Linked DNA regions of Sus scrofa: region 1 is linked to region 2. The links are chromatin contacts, called in public Hi-C maps. All regions are on one chromosome and are shown on one strand. Each heading gives the region's core, a stretch centred on a gene start, on an enhancer-like site or on the middle of the called end of the contact. The rest is flanking DNA. Distances are from core to core; before and after follow the strand shown. Region 1 has its middle 16 kb from the start of TRNAE-UUC. Region 2 overlaps ERGIC1 (endoplasmic reticulum-Golgi intermediate compartment protein 1).

Region 1 (6,245 bases), core at 1,236-3,735, 150 kb after region 2:
TCAACATAGTATTGGAAGTCCTAGCCACAGCCAACGGACGAACAAAAGAAATAAAAGGCATCCAAATAGGAAGAGAAGAGGTAAAACTGTCACTGTATGCAGATGACATGATACTATATATAGAAAACCCCAAGGATTCAACCCCAAAATTACTTGAACTGATCAACAAATTCAGCAAACTAGCAGGATGTAAGATTAACATTCAGAAGTCTGTTGCATTTTTGTATACAACAATGAAATATTAGAAAAGGAATACAAAAATATAATACCTTTTAAAATTGTACCCCAAAACATCAAATACCTGGGAAAAAACCTGGCCAAGGAGGTGAAAGACTAATACGCTGAGAACTACAATACATTAATCAAGGAAATCAAAGAAGATACAAAGACATGGAAAGATATGCAATGCTCCTGGGCCGGAAAATTAATATTGTAAAAATGGCCATACTACCAAAGCGATCTACAGATTCAGTGCAATCCTATCAAATTACCCATGACATTTTTCGCAGAACTAGAACAAACAACCCAAAATTTTATATGCTTTATTTTAATGTGTTTTAGGAAAAAAACTCGTGTATCATATGCATAGGTTCCTGATAAACCCTTATTCTTATAATTTCACTATTCATCTTTAGTCTTTTTTTTCATTTTTTAAATTTTTTAAGTGAGAATTGCAACAAGTTTAAAATTTTTATTTATTTAGCTTTTTAGGGCTGTACCTGCAGCATATGGAGGTTCCCAGATTAGGGGTCTAATTGGAGCTGTAACCGCCGGCCTCCGCCGGAGCCACAGCAATGCAGGATCAGAGCCGCATCTGTGACCTACACCACAGCTCACAGCAATGCCGGATCTTTAACCCGCTGAGCAAGGCCAGGGATCGAACCTGCAACCTCATGGTTCCTAGTCGGATTCGTTAACCACTGCGCCACGACAGGAACTTATATTCATTCTTTCATTTAAAAACCTTTAATAGCTGTGTGTTTATGTTAATGCGTATCAGGAAAAAATGTAAGTCGTGTACTCAAGTCATGACCTTTGACTGTGATATACTTTCCTTTTGTAAAATAAGGAGGAAATATAGCAATTGATTTAAAGGAAAATTTCAAGTAAAAACAGTCAAGATATAGCAAAAAAAACTACAGTGATACTAGAATGAGGGGGGGATCACTTGCCCAGGCCTGCTGGAGACAGTGGAAGAGGTGGGGGCAGAGGGAGCTGATCCTTAAGGGACTGAGGCTGTCCTGGCCCCAGCTTTCTCCATACCGCCACCTGTCTCCTCCCTTTCTCTCCTCCGCAGCCAGAGTGACCTTTGCAAATGTAAGCTGCATCCTGCTCCTCTCTCGTGAACCCCTCCTGGCTTCCCAGTGCATTTTAGAGAAAGGAAACTCTGGGAGTTCTTTGGCAGCTCCATGGGTTAAGGATACAGCATTGTCACTGCTGTGGCTTGGGTCACCACTGTGGTGTGGGTTCAATCCCAGGCCCCAGAACTCTTGCATGCTGTAGGAGGTGGCAAAAAGAAAGGGGCGGGGGGGAGAAAAAGAAAAAAGAAAAGAACTTTTCCCCAAGGCAGAGAAGCCTCTACGTAACCTAGCCTGTCCCAACTTAGTTTCTCTTCTTCCTCACTGGCTGTGAGGTGGCATCACAGTGGCCTCGCTGCCATTACTGCTTCAGAGCCTTTGCACATATGCTATTTCTTCTGCTCAGACCATTTCCCTTTCTCTGTGTGTGTGTGTGTGTGTGTGTGTGTGTGTGTGTGTGTGTGTGTGTGTGTGTGTGTGTTGTCTTTTTAGGGCCGCACCCCGGGCATATGGAAGTTCCGGGCTAGGGGTAGAATCAGAGCTGTAACCTTTGGCCTATGCCACAGCCACAGCCACAGCAAAGCGGGATCTGAGCCACAGCTGCGACCTACATGGCAGCTCATGGCAACGCCGGATCCTTAACCCACTGAGCGAGGCCAGGGATGGAACCCGCAACCTCATGGATTCTGGTTGGGTTCTTAACCCGCTGAGCCACAGTGGGAATTCTGACCATTCTTTTTCTAAGTTTCCCCACAGAGGCCCCTTTCTCAGCCACCTCCCCAGAGCAGTGGCTCCCCCTCTGCCCTCTACACTGAGAAGGAGCTCTTTTAAGGTCTCACAATCACCTCACGCTCTTTCATCCATCTGAACAGTACTTCTAACACTCTCTAGATATTTTTCTTTTAAAAACACACTGTATGTTTTGGTTGCTCCAGTGCGGCGAGAACTCTGTCTGGTCACTGCTGTGTCCCCAGATTGGTGTCTGGCACATAGTAGATGCTCAGGAAATACTGGTTCAGCACATATGATGCCCGAGGGGGCTGGAGGATGGGTTTAATTAAGCTTGTGCCTCCACAGCTGGGAAGCAGACTTCTCCAGAAACAGCTGAGAGGTTTGAGGGCCTCCAGATGAACAGTCCAGGCAGCTGAAACCAAAAATGCAGATGGAATTAGTCACCCTCGGAGCCTGGTAACGCTGGCACCAAACGCACTCCCCATCCAAACACATCACAACACTGCGGGCCCCTGCGTCTCCAGGGCCCCAGGTGGCAGCTCTGGCATTTGGGAGCTGGCGGCAGCTGAGCAGTGTGGGCACGACGGGGGTGGGGGGTGCGGAGGGAGGCTGGGGGCTGTGGAATGAACTAGGTTAAGGGCGGCAGATAGGGTTGCCTGGCCTGGGAGAGGCAGTGGCAGTGAAGGGGGGAGGGCTTCCCAGCACAGACCTTGAGAAGAGTTGCCTTGAGCATGAGCTCAAAGTTGTTGAAAAAGAAAAATTCCACTCATAAACAGAAGCAGATCGCTCTGTATGTGAAATTCACTTCCAAGACTCTGCTTGCTTGAAAGGGGAAATTCTCTGGTTTCTTTCTTCGTGGTTGTATAATCGCTTTATTGAAATATAATTCACAGAGTTCCCTGGTGGCACAGCAGGTTGGGGACTGGGTGTTGTCACCGCCGTGGTGCGGGTTTGATCTCTGGCCTGGAAACGTCCGCATGCCACGGAGGGGCCAAAAAAAAAAAGAAAAAGAGAAATGTAATTCACATGCCATATCATTTGCTCATTTAAAATGTACGATTCGGCCGTTTTCAGTATATTCTGAATTGTTCCTCCATCACTACGGTCTGTTCCAGAACATTTTCATGACCCCCCAAAAAGAACCCCTACCCACTGGCAGCCCTCCTCTGCCCCGCACTAGGCAAGCACAAATCTATCTTCTGTTTCTATGGATTTATCTCTCCAGATACTTAATTTCAATGGAAGCATGTTATGTGGGATCTTCTGTGACTGGCTTCTTTGATGTATCATAGGTTTCCCAAGATCACATCAGGATGGATCAGTGCTTCCTTGCTTTCTGTGGCCAAATAATGTTCCATTGTGCTAACAAACTACATTTTATGTAGTCATTCCTTGGTTTATGGACATTTGGGTTACTTCCATTTGGGGGGTATTACGAATAATGCTGCCTTGCTCATCCAACCAGTTTTGTGTGGACATACGTTTTCATTTCCCATCTATCCAGGAGCAGACTTTACTTTCTTCTAAGAGGAAAAAAAAAAAAAATCCCTCAAGTCAAAACATGTATAACAAGTGTGGATTTAAAATATCTCTCGTGGAGTTCCCATCGTGGCTCAGTGGTTAATGAATCCGACTAGGAACCATGAGGTTGCGGGTTCGATCCCTGGCCTCACTCAGTGGGTTAAGGATCCGGCATTGCCGTGAGCTGTGGTGTAGGTCGCAGATGCGGCTCAGATCCCGTGTTGCCGTGGCTCTGGTGTAGGCCAGAGGCTACAGCTCTGATTCGACCCCTAGCCTGGGAACCTCCATATGCCACAGGAACGGCCCAAGAAAGGGCAAAAATAAATAAAATAAATAAATAAATAAATAAATAAAAATATCACTTGTGGCTGTGACAGAACAAGTGACCTTGATGAGCATGGGGACTACGGCTGTGCCTGGCACTTACTAGACACTCAGTGAATATTTTTGAAAGACTGCCCAAATGCTTACTTGAAAAGGCCCAGGGGTGGAACTGTGGCAAAAATAGGTCTCTGTCCATTCATTCATTCAGTTAATATGGTGGCGCGTGGCGGTTCGTTCCGTGTCATTTGATTTTAGTCAGCTGTTTCTTGGAAAAAGGTGAAGGTCCTACCCCGTGTGTGAGGACCTCGGTTGAGAAGGGAAAACAGACAGGTGCACAGCACGGTGCCCCAGGGAGGGAAACAGGACGCTTTCTGCCCCCTTTCATTTTGGGTGTTTCCTTTTCGAGCCGGTGATGCTTCCCCTAAATTCTTGCTGTGGGTTCCTCTTGTGTCTCGGGCAGAAGGGACAGTGGGAAGAGAAAGCATCTTCGGGCGGAGCTTGGTCTGCCTTTCAGGACCCGTCCTGGGACACGCCTGCTCCTTTTTGTCTGAAACGGAGGACCCACCTTTACCGGAGTAAAGAGTGTCTTGCCGGCTGCCTTTTTCTGACTGTTGACCTGTTTCCACTGTTCTGAGGACAGCCTGAATGGTGCGGGCACCTTGCGTTCAGAGATGAACAAAGACAACCTCGGTCCACCTGCACCTCCTGCCTGGTGGACGAGACACAGGGTCCATAAGCAGCCCAGAAAGATAAGAGCACTCAGCTGGGGACACGGTGTTGAAACTGCCCTGTAGGGCTCCTGTCTGAGGATATTATACCTTCTATATTTTATTAACTTGTCAGACACATTCTGACATCAGTTCCTCATATGCATAGAGTTTTCATGTCTATCTTTTCTTTTTTTTAAAAGAAGATATTCAGGGAGTTCCCTGGTAGCTTAGTAGGTTAAGGATCTTGCCTTGTCACTGCTGTGGCTCAGGTTTGATTCCTGGTCCAGGAACTTCTGCATGCTGCCAAAGCCACCCCTAAAACAACAACAACAACATTTTAACTAAAGATACTCATTTGTTCATTCATAAACATTTATCAAGCATGTGCTATGTGCCGGGTCCTCAGAGAGACACAGAAATAAGTAAAGCTTGGCCTTGGAACTTGAGGACCTTGTAGTCCAACCAGAGAGAAAGACAAGTCCATTACGGAGAGCCCTGAGTATGTGCTGTAATGCGGAATGTAGAGGAGATACATTATTTTTAGTCTATCTCACATATAATTTTCTCATTTAGAATATATTATTACACCCATATATATTATATGTCATTTTAGTCGCGTATCTTATATATATTCTGTTCTCATCTGGGTTATATGTAATTATACATATTATTTTTGTTTTTAAATGTTATATTTTCTCTTTTCTTCTCAAAAGAGATGTTATATATCTACTGTGCCTTTGAGTTTTATCTTTTTTAACAATATAATCTTTTTTTCCAGAGGTGCCATTTCCATGTGATTTTAATAGTGGTTCTTTTTCGATGGAGAAAATTTAGAAAATATAGGAGAAATAAATACATAAGTAAAAACTGCTCCTAATCTCATACCATCTAGAGACAGGAATCGTCTACATGCTGCTATCTGTCTTCTAGGCTGCATCAGTGTGATGTGTATTTTTTTTTTTTTTTTTTTTTGTCTTTTTGCCATTTCTTGGGCTGCTCTCGCAGCATATGGAGGTTCCCAGGCTAGGGGTCAAATTGAAGCTATTGCTGCCGGCCTACGCCACAGCCACAGCAACGCCAGATCTGAGCCGCGTCTGCAAACTACACCACAGCTCACGGCAACGCCGGATCCTTAACCCACTGAGCGAGGCCAGGGATTGAACCCGCAACCTCATGGTTCCTAGTTGGATTTGTTAACCACTGAGCCACGACGGGAACTCCGTGATATGTATTCTTATTAAGACAAGTGGTATTTGGCGTTCTCTTGTGGTGCAGTGGGTTAAGGATCTGGTGTGGTCACTGCAGTGGCTCCGGTCACGGCTGCTGGGGTACAGGTTCGATGACTGGCCACATGCCGAGGAAATTCAACGTGCTGGAGGGTATGGCCAAGAAAAAAAGGAAGAAGAAAAAAAAAGGCACAAAGTACTTAATTTGTATGGTATTGGTGAGAGGGTCTCAGAGAGTGAAGCATCTGTTCCTCCCTTCCCAAGGACGGCCTTGATTTTCGTCCTCTCAGGGTCACTAGTCACCTGTCCTGGCTACTAATCGGGGAGCCTGGGGCATAACCAGCCAACCCCACGGCAGGGAGGGTTTCTGGAAGGGTTTCAGAACCCTGAGACTAGGGTTCAGAGACTGTACCCCAAGCTGGGGAGTCAGCCTG
Region 2 (7,064 bases), core at 620-3,119:
GCGATGCTGTACAGCATAAATTGATACACACCGCACATCAACTCAACTCTAACAAAAGAAATTTTCAGTCTATCAGGCACTACGTTAAGTACATTTCAGGTAAATCACCTTGTGAAATAAAGCCTTATGAAATAGGACACACCTTCCCCATCTCCGATCCTGCTTTGTTTTCTCTTCAGAGCCTTTATCCCTAACTGATACATTCCTTTTTATTCAATGTTGATGATCTGTGTCCCCCACCTGCATTTTCTCTAAGCAGGGAGCCACAGGCGGTGAACAGGCAGACCTGGCCCCTGACTTTTGGGGGCTCAGGACCAAGGCTGATTCCCATCAATACAGGGCAGTGTACAGGGCCCAGCCTGACTTGGTCCACCTCCTGCACGGTCTCCAGATTCTTCTCTGCCTGCTCGCTCTGCTTTAGACACACCAGCTCTCTATCTGCTCTTCCCATAGACCAGGTAATTCCTGCCTCAGGACCTTTGCACTTGCTAATGTCACTGCCTGAGATATATAAAGCCTTGCACCTGGTACCTGAGACACAGTCAGGGCTCCCTCCTTGTTGCTGTCACATGGGTACCCCCTGTCACCTTGCTCAGAACATGGGAGGCCTGCACTGCAGCCCCCTTTCCCAGGAACGGGGTGTGGCATACAGCAGGTGCCTGGCACAAGCAGGCCTCAATCTCTGGCTGCTCTCTCTGCTTTCACCTCCAAATCACAATGGGATGACCCCTGAGAGGTCCAGTGGCCCAAATGTGCAAAGACAGGAAGACACTTGACCGGGACAGAGTCAATTCCAAGACAGAGTCAATTCCCAGGGAAACAAAATCCTTCTCTGACCCCTGCCTGGTCAAGGAGTCGTGTCTTGGGAAGCCGACAAGCCTCCCCAGATGTGGAAAGGAGCCTTATCTCTGGCGCACCCTCCCCTGTTTGGCCAGCAATACTGGGCCCCAGAGAGGTTTGGCAACCTGCCCAGGGTCACAGAGCAGGTGGTAACTGAGCAGAGCCCTGGCCCTGGGTTTCCCAAGGCCTTGTCCAGTCCTCCTTCCACCACTCCATAGGGCGTCTTGGGGCACGGGTGCCATCAGGGTTAAAAACCCGCTCCGAGGAACAGAGAAGACAAATCCACCCCCTCCTGACCCCCCCCCCCCAACCAAAGGAGGGCAGGGTGCTGTTCAGAAAAGAGCTGGGGTAGGGGTGGAGGGGCCCAGACTGATTCTCCTGTGGGAGCAGGTCAGGGCCAGGTCCCTTCACCCCTCTGAGCCTCAGTTTCCTCATCTCTAAAGAGGGGGCGACAACCTCCCAGGACCAGCCGAGGGGTTAAAGCGGGTCGTGGTTATAGGGCAACAGAGACCCTCTTGGGCGCTCAGCTCTGTCTTCAGGGTCCTATCGTCTGATGGCTGAGAGGGAGGCAAAGGAAACCAAGAAATTCCGTAAGTGAAAAAGAAAATTCCAGTGCTGGACAGGGGAGTGGGCAGCCAGAGGCCCCTGAGGGCTTTCTGGGTTGTAAACATGGAAATGAAGAGGCTTGGAAGCCAGAGGTGAAGGCAGGAAGCTTCTGGGTTTAATTCATCTCAGAGGGGCATCCGATGAGGCCGTAACTGAATAATTCCAAAGGCATTCGGGGTTACACAGGCCCCGAGCATTTACTAGGTTATCTGAACAACGGCTGATTCTAGGAATCGGGGATGGATTCACCATGCGTCAGTCGCTGCCAGGAAGCCCGCACTGATTCCTCACCCAGTGTGGGCCTGGGGACAGGGAAGGGGGCTTGGTGGTGGGGGCCCGGCTCTGATGTCAGAACCTCACCCCCTCTCGGGTGGAGAGCTGCCTGTCTTCCTTCTCTGAATTCTTCCAGCTCGAACATCAAACGAGCCTGGGATGACTCAGAGGGAAAAAAGCCCACTGGCCAAACACAGGGACGGCAAACAGGAGCTTCCTCGACCCCAGAAGGGAACCAGCGTTTTCTCTTCAGCTTTAACAAAGCAACCTTGGGTTTGGCTCTCGGCTTTAAAACCCTTTTAAGAAACAGAGGAGTGGCTGATGCCACAGGCTTGGAAACGCCAGATGGAAGGTTTAGAGGTGTCTCTCCCTTGTAAAGCCCCTTTCCCCTTCTCATCTGCCAGTCCCCCTCCCCCACCGAAAGTTCTGGAACGCCCCTTGGGGAGGGGGGTGGGGGGGATGTGACTTACATTTCTGTTGTTATGAATCCGGTAAGCTCTGAGAGGAAGAGGAAGAAGATGAAGAGGCAGCAGCAGATGGAGACTGGAAGAAAGAAGGCAGACGCACAGTTAAGGGGGGGGGGCACTGATGGAGGAGGGAGCCCCCCCCCCCCCAAGGAAAGCTGCTTACAGGGAAGGGGACAGAGGCCCAGACCCTGCAAAGCCCCTTATTCTTGGCCTTGATAGGAAGCTTCCCCACTCCCATAAAAGTCAACCACCTTGGGAATGGATCTGACCTCCCTCCGACCCACCCATGTACAGTGACCCCCACACAGGCAGACCCCGCAAGGGGCCAGTCCGACTTCCTTCCACAAGGGCATTTTAATGCAGACATCAGTCAAAAACCAAGGGCTGCACATCGGTGGCCCACAGATGTATTCTGTTTGGCTCGAGTGACACATATTTTAAAATCTGGAAGTTCCCGCTGTGGTGCAATGGGATGGGCAGAGTCTTGGGAGCCCTGGGATGCAGGTTTGATCCCCAGCCTGGCACAGTGGGTTAAGGATCTGGCATTGCTGCAGCTACGGCCTAGTGTTGGGGACATGGCTCAGATCGTCAGTGTCGGAAAATGAGACACATGAACACGGGGAGATCTCGACACGGCTCTTTCCTTCTGCAGAAGGGCGCGGGTGCTCAAAGAGCGCCGTGCAAAGAAGAAAAGACCCTCCCTATTTGTCCCTAACGCAGGCGATGTACCTGTCCCCTTCCCATGGGTCAGGTCAGGGCACACATTCTTCTCGGTGGGCTAATGTGAAACGAATTGTTACTGGGAGAAGAGGGAAAGTGGGGGGGGGGGTCGCAGGAAGGCGTTTCAGTGAAACTAGAGCCGCTTGGAGTCACCAAGACTTCCTTTGATAGAAAAGACATTATGTTACTTTCCACACTAGGTTGCAACTGTGGCTTGGATCTGATCCCTGGCCCAGGAACTCCATATGCCGTGGGGCGGCCAAAAAGCAAAAAATAAATTAATAAATAAAATTAAAATTTGGAGTCGACATTGAACAATCCGGAGATATCACATAGCAGTCCAGATTTCCGGCTGCTCCAGAACACTTGAGCCCTTGTTCCCGTAGGAGGTATGAGCTCACCAGTTTGCCACAGGCCCCACCACTCCCTCTTGCTGCCCTGCATCTGCTGAGGCGGAGCATCTATCACCACCCGCTGTGGTACCATCGATGTTGTGCCGCTGTTCCCATCAGAGGCAGGACAATGAGGCCACCCAGTGCTATGCTTTAAGAGAAGAGGCAGCGCTTCATGGGAGAGAAGGATGGTCCCGGAAGTGCAAAATGCAGAGGACGAAAGGCGTTCCCGGTGGGCCCACGTCACTTGTATTTACCTCACCTGCCTGGCCCCTGATGACGCCGGAGTTTGTGACCTTGGAGTCATTCCCTGGGACAGGACATAACAAGTGCCCCAAGGCTGGCCCCCAACTCACCACCAGCCCCATCTCCTGACACTCCCCCAACATCTAACCACCCAGCTACCCCACGCCACGTGCTGTTCCCTAAATATGTGGTTCCTCTATCTGGAATGTCCTTCCCCATTGTCCTTCCTCCTCCTTGGTCATCCTCTCTGCCTGGTGAACTCCTACTCATCCTCCCAGGTAGGAGCCCAACGCAAATGTCCCTTCTGGTGGGAAACTCCTCCCAACCCTCAGAAGTGGAGCTGGTCACACTTTACTCTGTATTCCCAGCTTCCATTTGAACCCTTTTTAAATGTTACTGGTCATCTGTGGCTGTCCTTTTCTTTAGACATCCTGGAAGGCAAAAACTTGACAGCTCAGTGCCTAGCCTGGGGCTGGGCACGCAGGAGGTCACAATGAGTTGTGGGCATAGCAGGGAGCCGGCTCCCTGGGGAACAGACCGAGGGCTGAGTGTGCTGCATCTGGCTTTATCCCAGAGGCATGGGGGGGAAGGGCTCACACAGCGTGGGCCCACCTGCTGTGCATCCCTGGCTAAGTTACTTAGCCCCCCGCCCCTACCCAACACCTCCGTTTCCTCATCTGTAAAATGGCAGCACCAGCAGCACCTGCTTTATGGGGCCGACTGAGAACCTCCACACCACAGAGGCTGGACTTGAAATAGTGCCTGGCAGGTAATGAGAACTGGAGCATTAGCTCATTATTAGGATTTTTATCAGTGAGATTTTGGAGGGTGGTCTGGTGATTGGGGGAAGGTGATGCGGCAAAGGGTTGACCCTTAGTTTCCTGCAAAGAAAAAAAAGTTTCCAGTCCCACCTGTTGATTTGCCTACAGTCCTTTTTTTTTTTTTTTTTTTGGATCCTAGAATTTTTACTTGTCTACACCCAAAAGTGTTTCCTTCAGAAACATGTGCCTATTGAAAGCAGGAGGGAGGAACAGACTCAATTTAAAGCTTTTTTTGTGTGTGTGTTTTTGCCTTTTCTAAGGCCGCTCCCTTGGCATATGGAGGTTCCCAGGCTAGGGGTCGAATCGGAGCTGTAGCCACTGGCCTATGCCAGAGCCACAGCAACGTGGGATCTAAGCCGCGTCTGCGACCTACACCACAGCTCACGGCAACGCCGGATCCTTAACCCACTGAGCAAGGCCAGGGATCGAACCCACAACCTCATGGTTCCTAGTTGGATTCGTCAACCACTGAGCCACGACGGGAACTCCTTAAAGCTTTTAATAACAGGATGAAAATGAACCTAAATCCATTCATGTGACTATTCATGAAAGTCTTCAGACACATGGTTAGTTTGGCTTTCCATCTGTACCACTCTTTCTCTGAGGATTTCATGTACTCCTTTCTTACCCAGTCTTTTGTAGAACTGGCTCATGGCTCTGTCTCTCTTTTTTGGGGTTGGGGAAGGGCTGCGCCCATGGCACACAGAAGTTCCCAGGTCAGGGCTCGAACTTGTGCCACAGCAGTAACCAGAGCCACAACAGTGACAACGCTGGATCCTGAACCCACCGAGCCACCAGGGAACTGCAGTCGGCTGCATTCTCGACAGCCTGCACCTGGTTGCGCCGACGGGATGGACGCTGCAACGAAGTATTTATCGTCATGACTGTCACTGTCCTGACATCATCTACCTTCGGTAAAATGAGCTGAGATGCCCTCCCAGGGAAGAAGGCAGAGAAGAGGGGTTTGCTGGGCACCTAAGAGGCCCTGCTGTGGGAGCGCTAATGGATACTCATCATTTCACGCTCCCGAGTGACCGGAGGCAAGAGCCCACATGGAGGTTGTGGAAGTGGAGCCTCAGAGAGAGAAGAGCCTGGCCCAGGGACACGGAAGGGTGGGCTGGAGCCTGAGCATCCTAGAGCCAACACCTTAAGAAAGAGGATGCTGAGGTCTGGGACTGCAAGTGAAGGGAGGGACAGCCACATCCAAAACCACACCCAGACGTGAGGGACACTAGCCTGACTCCCCGGTTCCTCCAAACTTCAAAAAAGCTGTAGGGGGCAGAGGTTAAGGGGTTTACTTTGTGTATGTGTGTGTGGTGGGAGAAGGTTATACACGCACCTGAAAGAAAAATCATCGCTATGGAAAAAGGCAAACTGTGTGAGTCTCTTTCTCGCGCCTGACCCACAGCCCCCTGCCCAGAGGTACCACCCTTCCAGTGGCTGTCCTGTCGCGGGCACGCGAGTTTATCGTCTAAGTCAACAGCATAAGACACACATCCCTTCAACTGTGCTTCACTCGCTCGGCAATCTGCGTCTAAGCAGGTGCCACACCGGTTTATACAGAGTGGCCACACTGCTGGTTGATTTTCATGGCCTTTCTGGAAATTAATGTCCAGTGTCTTTCTCCAGCTGCTGAACAAATGCACTGCAGAAGACCAGCTGGCCATCCAAGTTTCCCAGCTCATACCTTCCCCTCCTCACCTGGGCAGTCCAGCTGTGATGCCTCCTGATAAAGAATCCAGTCAGGCGGGTAAGGCACCCTTCACCTGGAATCTTGCACCATTTCTGACCCATGTTTCAGAATCACTTTCACCCCACCCATCCCAGCTTTAAGCCCTAGCAATCCACGCGTTGCTTTAATAAAACATACTATTTTTGCTGTTGTTGTTTTTCTTTAGGGCCGCACCCAAGGCCTATGGACGTCCCCAGGCTAGGAGTCAAATCAGAGCTACACCTGCTGGCCTACACCACAGCCACAGCAATGCCAGATCGGAGCTGTGTCTGTGACCTACACCACAGCTCACAGCAATGCTGGAACCTTAACCCACTGAGCGAGGCCAGGGATCGAACCTGCATCCTCATGCATGCTAGTAGGGTTTGTTACTACTGAGCAACACAGGAACTCTGGTTGCTTTACTGATGAACAGGTACAAAATAGGGAGGTGTTTCTGAAGGTCAATGCTGACTCAGACCAATGCAGGTTTTCCAGCTGCCTTCCTTGCCCCGAGCCTGCAAATGGGCCCCAACGTTCTGACTCTATGCAGATCGGAGGTGGTGGGGAGACAGAGATGGGAGGCCTCTTTCCAAACTGTATGCATCGTTCCAGGCTTGGACTGAGCAGGTGGATAAGTGTAGAGTCTACACAGCTGAATCCCAAATGTCCAGCAGCCCAGTCTCTGGGTCTGCTCCCCAGACCCTGTCCCCGGACCGGGAGGACAGAGACAATGTCTCAGCACCAGTGGGGCCTCCGGAGCGAGGCCAGGGATCGAGGAGGAGGTGTGGAGTAAATATTTGTTGAATGACTGACTGAATGAATAAAAATCGTGAAGGCAGGTAGGAAGTATTTCCATCAGAACGGCCTTGTGACATCAGGAGTTTTTCAATCCATGTTTGGGCAAGACGCTCAGGCTCTCTGACTCTAGATTTCTGAAACTGACTCAGGCGCTGGCAGCAGGAATGTGACCCCAGGAGGATGCTGG

What was found. Hi-C and Micro-C count contacts between places; a contact is called where the count stands out from the background.
Region 1: a contact with region 2 is called in a Hi-C map of embryonic fibroblasts, with 5 times the contacts expected there. The contact joins two enhancer-like sites. A contact is called at or near these places in 4 of 47 Hi-C or Micro-C datasets (blood, embryonic fibroblasts, mesenchymal stem cells and 1 more) and 2 of 2 datasets of contacts at active chromatin or transcription factors (alveolar macrophages and skeletal muscle).

What each region holds. Positions count from the first base shown.
Region 1 is chr16:51,489,251-51,495,495 of Sscrofa11.1, forward strand. No RefSeq gene overlaps it. Among named protein-coding and RNA genes, the nearest start is that of TRNAE-UUC, 16 kb to the left of the region's middle. Within about 2 kb of position 2,486, at least 24 of the 83 cell types and tissues checked have an H3K27ac peak or open chromatin away from gene starts, as enhancers often do. A contact at or near this core is called in embryonic fibroblasts, where this site is marked.
Region 2 is chr16:51,338,487-51,345,550 of Sscrofa11.1, forward strand. It overlaps ERGIC1 (endoplasmic reticulum-Golgi intermediate compartment protein 1), which reads right to left. Exons shown (of 10, transcript XM_003134052.6): 3 at 2,190-2,262. Among named protein-coding and RNA genes, the nearest start is that of ERGIC1, 61 kb to the right of the region's middle. Within about 2 kb of position 1,870, at least 26 of the 83 cell types and tissues checked have an H3K27ac peak or open chromatin away from gene starts, as enhancers often do. A contact at or near this core is called in embryonic fibroblasts, where this site is marked.